Linked DNA regions of Capsicum annuum: region 1 is linked to region 2. Evidence: chromatin contacts called from public Hi-C data. All regions are on one chromosome and are shown on one strand. Each heading gives the region's core, a stretch centred on a gene start, on an enhancer-like site or on the middle of the called end of the contact. The rest is flanking DNA. Distances are from core to core; before and after follow the strand shown. Region 1 overlaps LOC107871060 (DNA-directed RNA polymerase III subunit RPC4). Region 2 holds the start of LOC107871063 (leucine-rich repeat receptor-like protein kinase TDR).

The links. Hi-C and Micro-C count contacts between places; a contact is called where the count stands out from the background.
Region 1: a Hi-C map of leaf shows a contact between it and region 2, with 2.7 times the contacts expected there. The contact joins the enhancer-like site here to the promoter of LOC107871063 in region 2. A contact is called at or near these places in 3 of 5 Hi-C or Micro-C datasets (bud, leaf and placenta).

What each region holds. Positions count from the first base shown.
Region 1 is chr5:193,564,382-193,569,881 of UCD10Xv1.1, reverse strand. It overlaps LOC107871060 (DNA-directed RNA polymerase III subunit RPC4), which reads left to right. Exons shown (of 9, transcript XM_016717855.2): 5 at 60-298; 6 at 523-586; 7 at 1,432-1,523; 8 at 1,655-2,020; 9 at 2,616-2,934. The coding sequence ends at 2,762. Among protein-coding and RNA genes, the nearest start is that of LOC107871061, 5.9 kb to the left of the region's middle. Within about 2 kb of position 2,726, at least 2 of the 5 cell types and tissues checked have an H3K27ac peak or open chromatin away from gene starts, as enhancers often do. A contact at or near this core is called in bud and leaf, where this site is marked.
Region 2 is chr5:193,336,359-193,342,331 of UCD10Xv1.1, reverse strand. LOC107871063 (leucine-rich repeat receptor-like protein kinase TDR) reads left to right here and starts at 2,915. Exons shown (of 3, transcript XM_016717862.2): 1 at 2,915-5,301. The coding sequence starts at 3,132.

The DNA.
Region 1 (5,500 bases), core at 1,477-3,976, 230 kb before region 2:
TATGGTTGATTGTTTTTTTTCCTTATGCAAATGCATTGACATTCAAATGAAAGCTGCAGTTGCGGTTGCATTTGCTCATGGAGTAGCATCACCAACTTCCACAAGGACTGTTGGAAAGCCTAAAGAACTCACTATCAATCCGGATAGTACTCCGAAAGACGATGAATCTTATGATAAGATGGACATTGATTCCTTACCTACTTTACCTTCAAGTACTGGATCAGATCTTGCTGAAATTTCAGTCAATAATTCAGATTCTTTACTTAAAAGGAAGAAGAAAGAGTATAAAGAACCATGGGTAATGGATTTTCCTGTCATCACTTCTCTTTATGCATGGCAATTCCCAAGCTGACTATGTTGTTCAGACTCTTCAAAAATGTCATGCGGTGCATGTTGGATCCTCCAAAAATAGTGCATTCTTGGAGGATCCAACATGGGTGCGGCAACATTTTTGGAGAGTCCGAGCAATTTAGCAAGCGACTTTCATTGATTGACCCTTTTGCTTCTTGATGCTTTTGGCAGGATTACCATCATAGCAACTATCCTACCACTCTTCCTCTGAGAAGACCTTATGCTGGAGATCCAGGTATTTCTGAATAAACAGGAATATCATTATGCAAAAATAATCCAACTCCCTTTTCCCCTAATTGACTAGTTTGCTTTCCTTTGTGTGCCCTAAAAGTATGTCATTTATCTAAATTAGAGCTTGTCCCTATATTTTCCATTTCATTTTACCATATGAAACTAACACTTCTTTTGTTTTACCATAAAGTGTGAATTCATCAGAAAGTTAATTGTATATCCACTTCTGGTTTTTTCTATAACCGAGAAATCCCCGAGGGCCAATGGTGCATGGGTGAAACTCGGTGGATAATGAGGCCACCCCTATACCCTGCTTCACTTAAGTAACTATGCTTTTGTCTGCCATGGGATTCAAACCCGTGATGCGTGCGTAAGTTGCACATCACGCGTTGTGCTCTTACCAGTAGACCAAAGCAAAGCCCTGTGTCTATCCACTTTTAAACTTTTCTCCACTTTGAAGATGAGAAACTTTAGTTTTTCTTTAATACTAGCCTGGTGTAGTACACTTATCGTTGGAAGTATTTCTCTCTTTTTAAATACTGCACTACTATCTTTCTTTATGATTTCCGACTATTTTGCTGCAATTGGAAGAGTGTAGCTTGGTCCGTCTTGTCAGTTGCCAGTGGGGTTGCTTCTGGGCATGAGATTTTCTTCGAATCATGTATGTTATTTAGTGATAAATTATGATAAAGAATGGAAGTTATTGTGGTTTAAGATGCAACAACTACTGCCTATTAGTATGAATAATATGGTCTTACAGGAGATGCTATCACTCTCGTGCTCGTTTCTCTTGTTTTATGCTATGATTTCACATTATCTTTATTTATTCCTGTTGTTTGTGGCTTGTAGAAATTTTAGATGAAGCTGAATTTGGAAAGGCTGCAGCAAATGCAGAGTATGATGAAAATAATGTTCATGCTGCTTCAGAGCTTGGCTTACTGGTTGGTATCTTCTCTAAGCAGCAAATTCTGAATGCAAAAACATATTCATTTTTTTAAATCAAGAATATATTCATAGGAAAACAAAAAATTTTCTTCTCAAAGATTTACTGATATGGATATTTGGTCATCAGGAAAAGAAGGATGATGTACAGATTCTTTTTCTTCAGCTTCCTGCTAATTTACCCCTAGGCAAGTGGCCAGCTAGCACAGGAGGTAGGGATACTGCTGGCGGCTTGACATTGCCAGGGGATAGAAGTGATAAAGCTGCCGAACTATCATCACCCGTGCTCAAGGGAAAAGAAGTTGCTGGCAGTGCTCCCAGGCTTCCTGCCAGTGCAAAAGGGAAAGAGATAATTGGCAGTTCTACAATCTCTAGACGACATAATACCACAAAGAATATAGGCAGTTTGCAAGATTTACCTGCGGGAAGCATGGGGAAAATGCTGGTTTACAAGAGTGGAACAGTTAAATTAAAGCTTGGAGACATCTTGTACAATGTGAGTACTTCTTTTCCTTGCTTAAGACAAAAATTATCGAATTGCACCTTTGATGAGAGATATGAACAAGAAGCTTTGAGCAAGTTTGATATAAGCTCTTCTTCTCAGTTTAAAGATATTACACTTCCAAAATGGTTAAAATATTAGGACTTCAGAGTGTTTAATGTGAACTGTCCATGAATGGGCCGAGCTATAGCATTTTCTTATGCAAACAATCAACTTATTTAGCAGAACAAGCGTCACATCTGTTCCATTTGTTTTCTTCCTTATTTCCACTGAGACTTTTGGTTCAAATAATTCTTAAGCTTCCCCTAGTGGCACAGTTTGAGCCTTTTTCTCGATAGTGTTTGGTGCTTTGGTAATGAATCAATTTTCATGTACCTCGCGTTTTAAGTTTGACGTAGCAAAGTGATCTGTGCCCTTTTAATGGAAAATAGACCTGCAGTTTTACGCAAATATATTCATCATAATATTCCTGCTGTTCAGATTATTACCCCTTGGCTTTCCAAACATTTTTCAGGTCTCCAGCATATACTTATCCATATGCAGTAGCTTGCAATATGAAACTCCTCTAACATCAAGAAACTATTTGCAGGTTTCTCCTGGTGTAGAATGCTCTTTTGCTCAAGATGTTGTTGCAATCAATACTGCTGAGAAGCAGTGTTGCCAGCTGGGAGAACTCGGAAAGCGGGCTGTTGTCACTCCTGATGTTGATTTCCTCTTGGACAAGATGATTAAGTAGAGTTAATAGCTCTTCAATTTCTATATTCAGAGGATCTTCTGACTTTCCTGTATAGAGGATTTGACTTAATATCTTGTGCATATCTAAGAACTTTGCGACCACCAGAGGTTGTGGTGGGATAGGTTTCAGGTTTGAGTCTGGATATGAAAAATATCTTTTTCTTCATTTTTTACTACTGTGTTGCTTCTTTGCTTTGTTCACCTTGTTATTTTATCCCATTGTTTATTTGCTTTCTTTCTACACTGCTTTGATTAAACTTTTTTTTGAGTTGAGTGTCTATTAGAAACAACTTTTCTACTCCACAAAGGTAGGAGTACTGTCTATATACATCTTATCCTTCCCACGCTCAATTGTGGGATTACATAGAGTATGTTTTATAGTTTGTTATCTAAGAACTTTGCGGTGTTGGTAAATTGAGAAAATTGTGATTGATTTGCTTGTAAACTGCTCAAACCGATCCATAAACTAAACAATTCAATTGACTTAATTAATTGGTCAACATTTCACTCACAAAGAAGAGAATAACACTCTTTGGATGTGTTTGGTATGAATCCTTTTTTTTTTTTTTTTTTTTCTTTTTCCATTATTTGGTTAGTCGAAATATTTTTTCTAAGAAAACTAGTTCATTAAAAGCAAAAATTTCCCAGGTGGAAGTAAAAAAAATAAGTTTCATAAATCCTCTTTTGACTTTATTTTCTCCATTCCACCCCCGGACAGCCAGCAATCCTTGCCTCATTGACTATCCCACTATCCACCAATTTCACCTTCACTAATTATATCCTAAAAAATCAGGTGTATCTTTCATTGCCACCAATCTCGACATTTCATAATTTTTATGGCTAAATGGATACTTAAATTTCAACAACTACATCTAATTTTTCCCGTTCGATCACGTAGGTATATTTTTTGTTGCCACATTAATGCCCTTGAGGATAAGAGTGAATTGATACAGTGGATCGTTGCAAATAGTGGTAGAGCTATCGTTTGCACTTTTGCAAAAGATGTTCAGTTGAATCTAAATTCGCTTTATCCAAAATATTGCATCATGCTAAAAGAATAAATAATATTATACACTATATATTTATTGATTTTCTTGACATAGGTTTTTACTTTAAGTGTGACATTATTTTTTATTTGAATTTCTGTTTTTAATTTTTTGCCTCGGCTACTAGTTACAAGTTAAATTGTGTAGCTATAGAAAAGGCGACGATTTGAAACTTTGAAGGAATATACGTGATTAGTGTTATGATAATAGACAAATCATATCTGTTCAACTATCCAGACAGATTTCAGTTAGGAATATCTGGACATATTTCAGTTATAAATATGTAATCTCTGTAAAGATTTGTGTAAATAGTTTTTAATACTTAGATATAGGAGATATTCTTCGAGATGTAACAGTTAGGGATGTACAAGGAGAATTCTTTCTATTTAATGACAGAATTCTCAACTTGAGAGAACATTCAGCAAAATTGACATGGTATCAGAGCCAAATCCATTCCAGTTCCGGCTCTTTGTTCACCGATGTTGGGCTCCCATGTTATAGTGTCCACGCTCCATTTAACAAGGTTTGGACCGCGGAGGAGTGTTAAGTGTCTCACATCGAAAAAATAATGGGTAATTGATCTCCTCATCTGGACTTGGGTAATCCTTCCCTCATGAGCTAACTTTTGGAGTTGAGTTAGACCCAAAATTATTCTTTACATGGTATTAGAATTCTCTTTCCAGTGCTTTAATTCTTAGTATTTCATCTTTGGTTTCTTTTAGGATTTTTTTGAAAGTTTTAGTTCTGCTTACTGTTAGTCAATAGTCAGTCCTACGGATCTTGAAATTTTAGTCTTGGTCATTCTGGTTACTTTGTAATAGTGTTTTTTTTTTGTGTTTCTTATCTAGTTAAGAATATGTCGTCACATCAGTTTCAGTGCTTCCGTGTTCGTTTCACTGAAAAAAATTACTCTGTCTAGGAATTTCAGTTTTAATTATTTATCACCGAAAAAGAATTACGGAGATATATAGATGAAATTGATCCTGCTTCTAACGATCCTACAAAGCTCGATGAATGGAAGGTTAAAGATGCTCAGGTGAATGACATAAATTTTAGGGTCAACTGGCTTTAATGTCCCAAGGCTGCACCCTGGGTGTCACACGGTGCTTACAATCCCGAAGGACCACAAGCTAACCCATGACTGCTACCTGCTGTGAGCACTGAATAATAATAATAATAATACTGAGAATTTATGCAAAAATTAGGCTGAGATTGCCATAAGGTTCATAAACTGAAAACAAATACTAAATACTGATAATAATACTGAAAAACTGAACATCTGTCTGAAATAGTCTACTCCGAAAGCCTCTAACTGTCTGAATATGAAGTTGATGGGATAAGTCCCCAACTAACTCCGACTGCTGAACATACTGAACTACTGGAATGCTGAAATAAATAACTTTGTCCTCGAAATATGAGGACTCACCATTATAACTGCTGCTGATAACCTGAGCTGTTAAGTACGGTCAGGAACCTGAGCGTCTGAACCTACGATATGAGACATTATAGCGCAAAAAAAAAGTATGCGTCAGTACGTGGAGTGTACTGGTATGCTAGATGAGGTGAGGCTAAAATGCATAGGCTCATATACATGAACAGTAACTGACTGCATGATATGAACATAACTGAATGAGAGTACATGGATAACTGAAATTGCTGTAAATACTGATTATGCAATACTGTGCATATACAT
Region 2 (5,973 bases), core at 1,666-4,165:
AAACCCTCTCAACCTCTACTTCCACACAATCCCATAATCTCATCACTGGCAAAAGAAATAACTAATCATATAATTATCAAAAGATTGACCTATAATTTTCTTTATTGCATTATTCACTATCTAAAATTATTCGATTGTTCATATTGAATTTTAATATTCAATTAATTTTTTGTTTATCAAGATTTTAGTTGTATGATTTTAAAAAATTTAAATGACAAACAGAATTAGTAAATATTTTTAATATATAAATGTGTATTTGCAAATAAAATCATGAAAAGAATAAATCAACTGCAATAATTAGATGCATGTAAATCTATTTTATAACCTTTTTAGGAGAGAGTAAATATGTAAACGTTATAGAAGTATATATTAACACAAATAAAAATGATATAATAATATTTGTGCACATACAAATATATTTGAATTCATTCTTTAAGCAAATGGTCTGTTAAATCTCTTTTGAAAGTACTTGCTAATTTCTTAAATATTTATTTCGCAATTTATAGAAATTTATGTGCATAAGATTTGTGGAAACTTCAGCTTCCTTAGATACATTTGTGACAAAAGATAAATATAATATTAATCACAAAAAATAATAAAATCACTATAAAATTAAATCAAGTATGAGAACATACCTTTACGATTATTCAGAGAAATCTGATGAGCATTACCTGTAATTTTTTCATTCATAGTAGGTACATCTATTTCAAGAGATATATATAATACTAATCATAAATAATAATAAAATAATTTAAAAATAAATTAACCATGAACAATATATATTTATAACTAATCAAAGAAATTTGATGAGAATTACATATAATTTTTTAATCCATGATAGTAATATCTGTAATGAAAAATAGATATAATGTTAATCATAAATAACAATAAAATAATTAAAGAAAAAATTAAGTAAAGCATCAACACATTTTGATAGTTATTCAAAGAAATTTGATGAGCACTATTATCTAAAATCTTTTTATCCATTGAGAATTTTTTTATGATAAAAAAATGTATATTAAAATATAATTTGTAAAGATTCTTTACTTTTATATACTGATAATATGATAGTATTTTGAATAAAACGAATAAAAAAGGACATAAATATGACTTTGCTAGTATTAAATGCGAGAATAAAATTTTATCATAGCTATACTGAATGTATAAACAAAAATAGTTAAGCACACAAATAATAAAAAATTTGAGATAAATAAAAATTTATAAATTATTGACAATAGAAAAAGAAGAGGAAAGGTACATTGGTATATGTGTCACCTAAAGATATATATATATATATATATATATATATGGTGTGAAATACGGCAATCTACCCATAATTTTATACGGAGATAATGTATCATGCATAGCACATCTTAATGGAGAATTCAAAAAAGGAGATCGAACGAAGCACACTTCATCAAAGTTTTTCTACATACACGAGTTACAAAAGATTGGTGATATCAACGTGCAACAGATTCATTCAAGTGAAAATGTGGCTGATTTATTCACCAAGTTTTCTCCAATTATAACTTTTAAGAAGATGGTGCACAAGATCGGGATGCAAAGGTTCAAGAGTGTTCTCATTAGGGGGAGTTAATATGCGTTGTACTCTTTTTTTCTTATGAGGTTTTGTTCTACTGGGTTTTCGGTTTTTAATGAGGCAACCTCTATGCGTATGGTTAGAGATGTGTACTCTTTTCCTTTACTAGATTTTTTCCCACTAAAATTTTTTTAGTAAGGTTTTAACGAGGCACATTATCTACCAATTAAACATTCAAGGGGGAGTGTTATAAATGTATTTATATTATAGTGAATGTCTATCAAGATCTACTTTGATATCTATTAGGATTTGAATCATCTGTCTTTTAGTCAGACTAGGAGTAAATTTTTCTTATAAATAGAAGGGTACATTCATTGTAAATTTCACATCAAGATCCCTCAAGAGAAGAAATAAGAATTACTCTCTCTATTCTCTCAACTTTTCTTCTTTATTCTTTCTTGTTTCATAACAATTATTATTATTATTGTGTAATAGTTAGAGTTTATTTAGGACTCATCAACAATAATTTTTAAGTTTAAATTATGATTTTTTTTCCTTTTTGCATTATTATTTTCAAATTCAAGTATTTAATTTTTCAATTCAAATTTTTTATTACAATATTTTTTAACTTTGTCCTATAAATCTCTACGTGGCTTTTAATATCATGCCACGTTGCTTCTCTTGTCTTGCTTTTAGTTTTGTTTTTATATATAGAGAGATTATTTTCGAATTCAAGTACTTAATTTTTCAATTCAAAAATTTTATTACAATATTTTTTAACTTTGTCCTAAAAATCGCTAAGTGGCTTTTTAATATCATGCCACGTAGCTTCTTGTCTTGCATTTAGTTTTGCTTTTATATATATATATAGAGAGAGATGTTTCCTATTTATGATTATTTTTTATTTTAATTTATGTGACACTATTTTATTGGACACACCAATAAAAAGAAATGAAAGATTTTTTGAAAGTTATCTCTGAATAAGCCTTAAACATTTATACAACTATACATTTTTAAAAGTAAACACAAAATTTAAAGTAATTTCTAAATATACAAATATAACACTCTTTATGCTAATTTATATGTCACTTTTTTCTTTTTAGTCAATCCAAAATGAATGATACTCTATTTTTCTATATTTAGTAACAAATTAACTATAAATTCTGTATTTAATTCTTCCCAAAATAAGTTATTATCACACAAATACCATCAACTTACTTTAGATTATAAGTTTCAAAAACATTCTTTTCTTTCTTAAATATTATGTCTAGTGAAACAATTTCATATAAATTAAAATAAAGTATTTTTTTCCGATAAAATGAAAAAACATATGTTACATAAATTAAGATTACTAAAGTAAAAGTTAAATACTTGGGATTATACATATGAACCTTTTTCTTTTCCTTTCCTCATCTCTCTCTTTACACCAAACAAAACAAAACAAGAAACTAATCATCATGAAACACCCTCTGTATCCAACACACAACAAAAAGCAAATTCTAACCATCAAAACATTACTTCCCTTAAATTTACCATTCATCTTTACACACCCTATTTTTCTTAACCAAAACTTTCCTACACCCTCATAACCATGAACCATTTCCTTCCCCTCTTTCTCACTACAATTTTGTTCTTTCTCACACAAAATTCACTTGTTTTCTCTACTTCAAATTTTCCTCTTCAACTCATTTCCCTTTTGTCCTTAAAATCCTCTTTTCAAGATCCAAACAACACATTTCAAGATTGGAATCCTACAACAACTTTCTCAAATTTTGGTTCACAACCCTTTTGGTGTTCATGGTCAGGCATCATATGTGACAACAAAACAAGTCAAATTACAACACTTAATCTCTCAGGAAGGAATCTTAGTGGTAAAATTCCACAAGAAATTAGGTACTTGGTACACTTACACCACTTAAATTTAAGTGGAAATTCATTTGATGGACCATTACAAACAATCATTTTCCAATTTCCATTTCTTAGAACACTTGACATTAGTCACAACTCTTTTAATTCAACATTTCCCCTCGGGATAACTCATCTTAAGTCCCTCGCGTACTTAAATGCCTATAGCAACAGTTTTACAGGCGCGTTGCCTGTAGAAATTGTTAGACTTCAAATTCTTGAGTATCTGAATCTTGGTGGCAGTTACTTTTCTGGTGAAATCCCTGCGAGTTATGGAAATTTCAAGAAGTTGAAATTCCTACACTTAGCTGGAAATTTACTTGGTGGTAAAATTCCAGTGGAATTGAGTGCCTTAGATCAACTTGATCATCTTGAAATTGGATACAACAATTATACTGGCAATGTACCTGCTGAATTTTCCTCTCTATCGAATTTGTCCTATCTTGATATCTCTCAGGCAAATCTTTCTGGTGAATTTCCAATTCAGCTCGGAAATTTAACAAGTCTTGAATCGTTACTTCTTTTCAAGAACCATTTTATCGGTCCAATTCCTTCGAGTTTTTCTCAACTCACATTGCTGAAATTACTGGATTTATCGGATAATCATCTCTCAGGGACAATTCCATCAGGATTTTCAGAGTTAAAAGAGCTGAACATGTTGTATTTGATGAACAATAACATATCTGGTGAAATACCAGAAGGCATTGGTGAGTTACCAAATCTCGAATTGCTAGCTCTTTGGAACAATTCACTCACTGGAATTTTGCCACAAAAGTTGGGATCAAACGCAAAGTTGCAAAAACTTGATGTCTCCTCAAACACTTTGTCTGGTCCAATTCCACCAAATCTTTGCCTCAGCAACAACTTGGTTAAACTCATTCTGTTCTCGAATGAGTTTACTGGTGAGATCCCTTCATCCTTAACGAACTGCTCAGCTTTATCCAGGCTGAGAATTCAAGACAACAAACTCAATGGCTCGATTCCACCAGGATTCGGGTTTTTGCCAAATTTCACCTACATGGACATCAGCAAGAACAACTTTTCGGGTACAATTCCAAAAGACTTTGGAAATGCCCCGAAAATGCAGTACTTGAACATTTCGGAGAATTCTTTTGGTTGTGGCTTGCCTGAAAATATCTGGAATGCCCCGAGTTTACAGATTTTCTCAGCAAGTTACAGTGGCCTTGTTGGAAGAATCCCTGATTTCAAAGGGTGTGAAAATGTGTACAAAATCGAACTCGAAGGAAACAATCTCAATGGAAGCATTCCATGGGACATTGAGCATTGTGAAAAGCTTATTTCACTTAATTTTAGGCAAAATTCGCTTACTGGAATCATTCCCTGGGAAATCTCCGCGATTCCTTCAATAACAGACGTTGATTTATCACATAATTTCCTCACGGGGACTATCCCTTCAAATTTCGAAAAGTCTAGCACGTTGGAACATTTCAACGTGTCATATAATCAACTCACTGGTCCATTACCTTCGTCAGGGTCCATATTCTCAACTTTCCATCCTTCATCCTTCGTAGGAAATCAGGGCCTTTGTGGTACAATCATACACAATCCGTGCAGGACGGATGAACTGAAAGATGGAAAAGTAGATTTTTCGAACCACTCTAAGAAAACTGATGGTGCATTGATAGTCTGGATCACCTCTGCAACATTCGGAGTAGTACTATTCGTCCTCATTGTGGCCATCCGATGTTTCCACTTGAAGTACAACCGAAGGTTTCCATGTGACAAGGAAATCGGACCGTGGAAGTTAACAGCATTCAAAAGGTTAAATTTCACGGCAGATGATGTCCTCGAAAGCATAACAACTACAGACAAGATCATCGGAATGGGGTCTGCAGGTACTGAACAGATATATATTGTTAGTAATGAGTTCAGTTGAACCCGCATGTTTTGTTTAAATATATGTGGTGGGAAAATTATACAAAATTGGGGGGTGTACATATTTTTTCAAATGCTAACATCACCTAGACTAGTTGTCGTGTGGACTATACCAATAAAAATCTCCAATTCAAAAGTATGAGAAGGATTAAATCTTGCCTTTAAATTATTATAAATATGAGAAGGATTAAATCTTGCCTTTAAATTATTATAAATATTAAGTTTTGAACTCAGTTCAAATAACTCTGACATTAAATTCATTAAGGTTATATTTTAGATTTGCCTCTATCTATAGCTATAATGTACAATTTACACCTTTAACTCAAAATGGGGTCCGCATACAGTGACAGATCCAAAAATTTTATATCATGGATGCTCAACTGTTTTTAGTTTAAAAATTGCTATATTTTATACATAAGTAATAATGTTTATCAGAAATTCAGTGGGTGCTTAAGCACCCATAGTATATACCATCGGTCCGTCACTGTCTGTGCGCAGGTAGTGAGTGATCTATATTGTTAGTTATGTTGAACATAGAGAAAAAATAAAAATGTGAAATATCTCTATGTTCAAAGGAGTTGGAATCTTGAATACTAAGATTATATTCTAGATCTACATCTGTCTACAAGTAC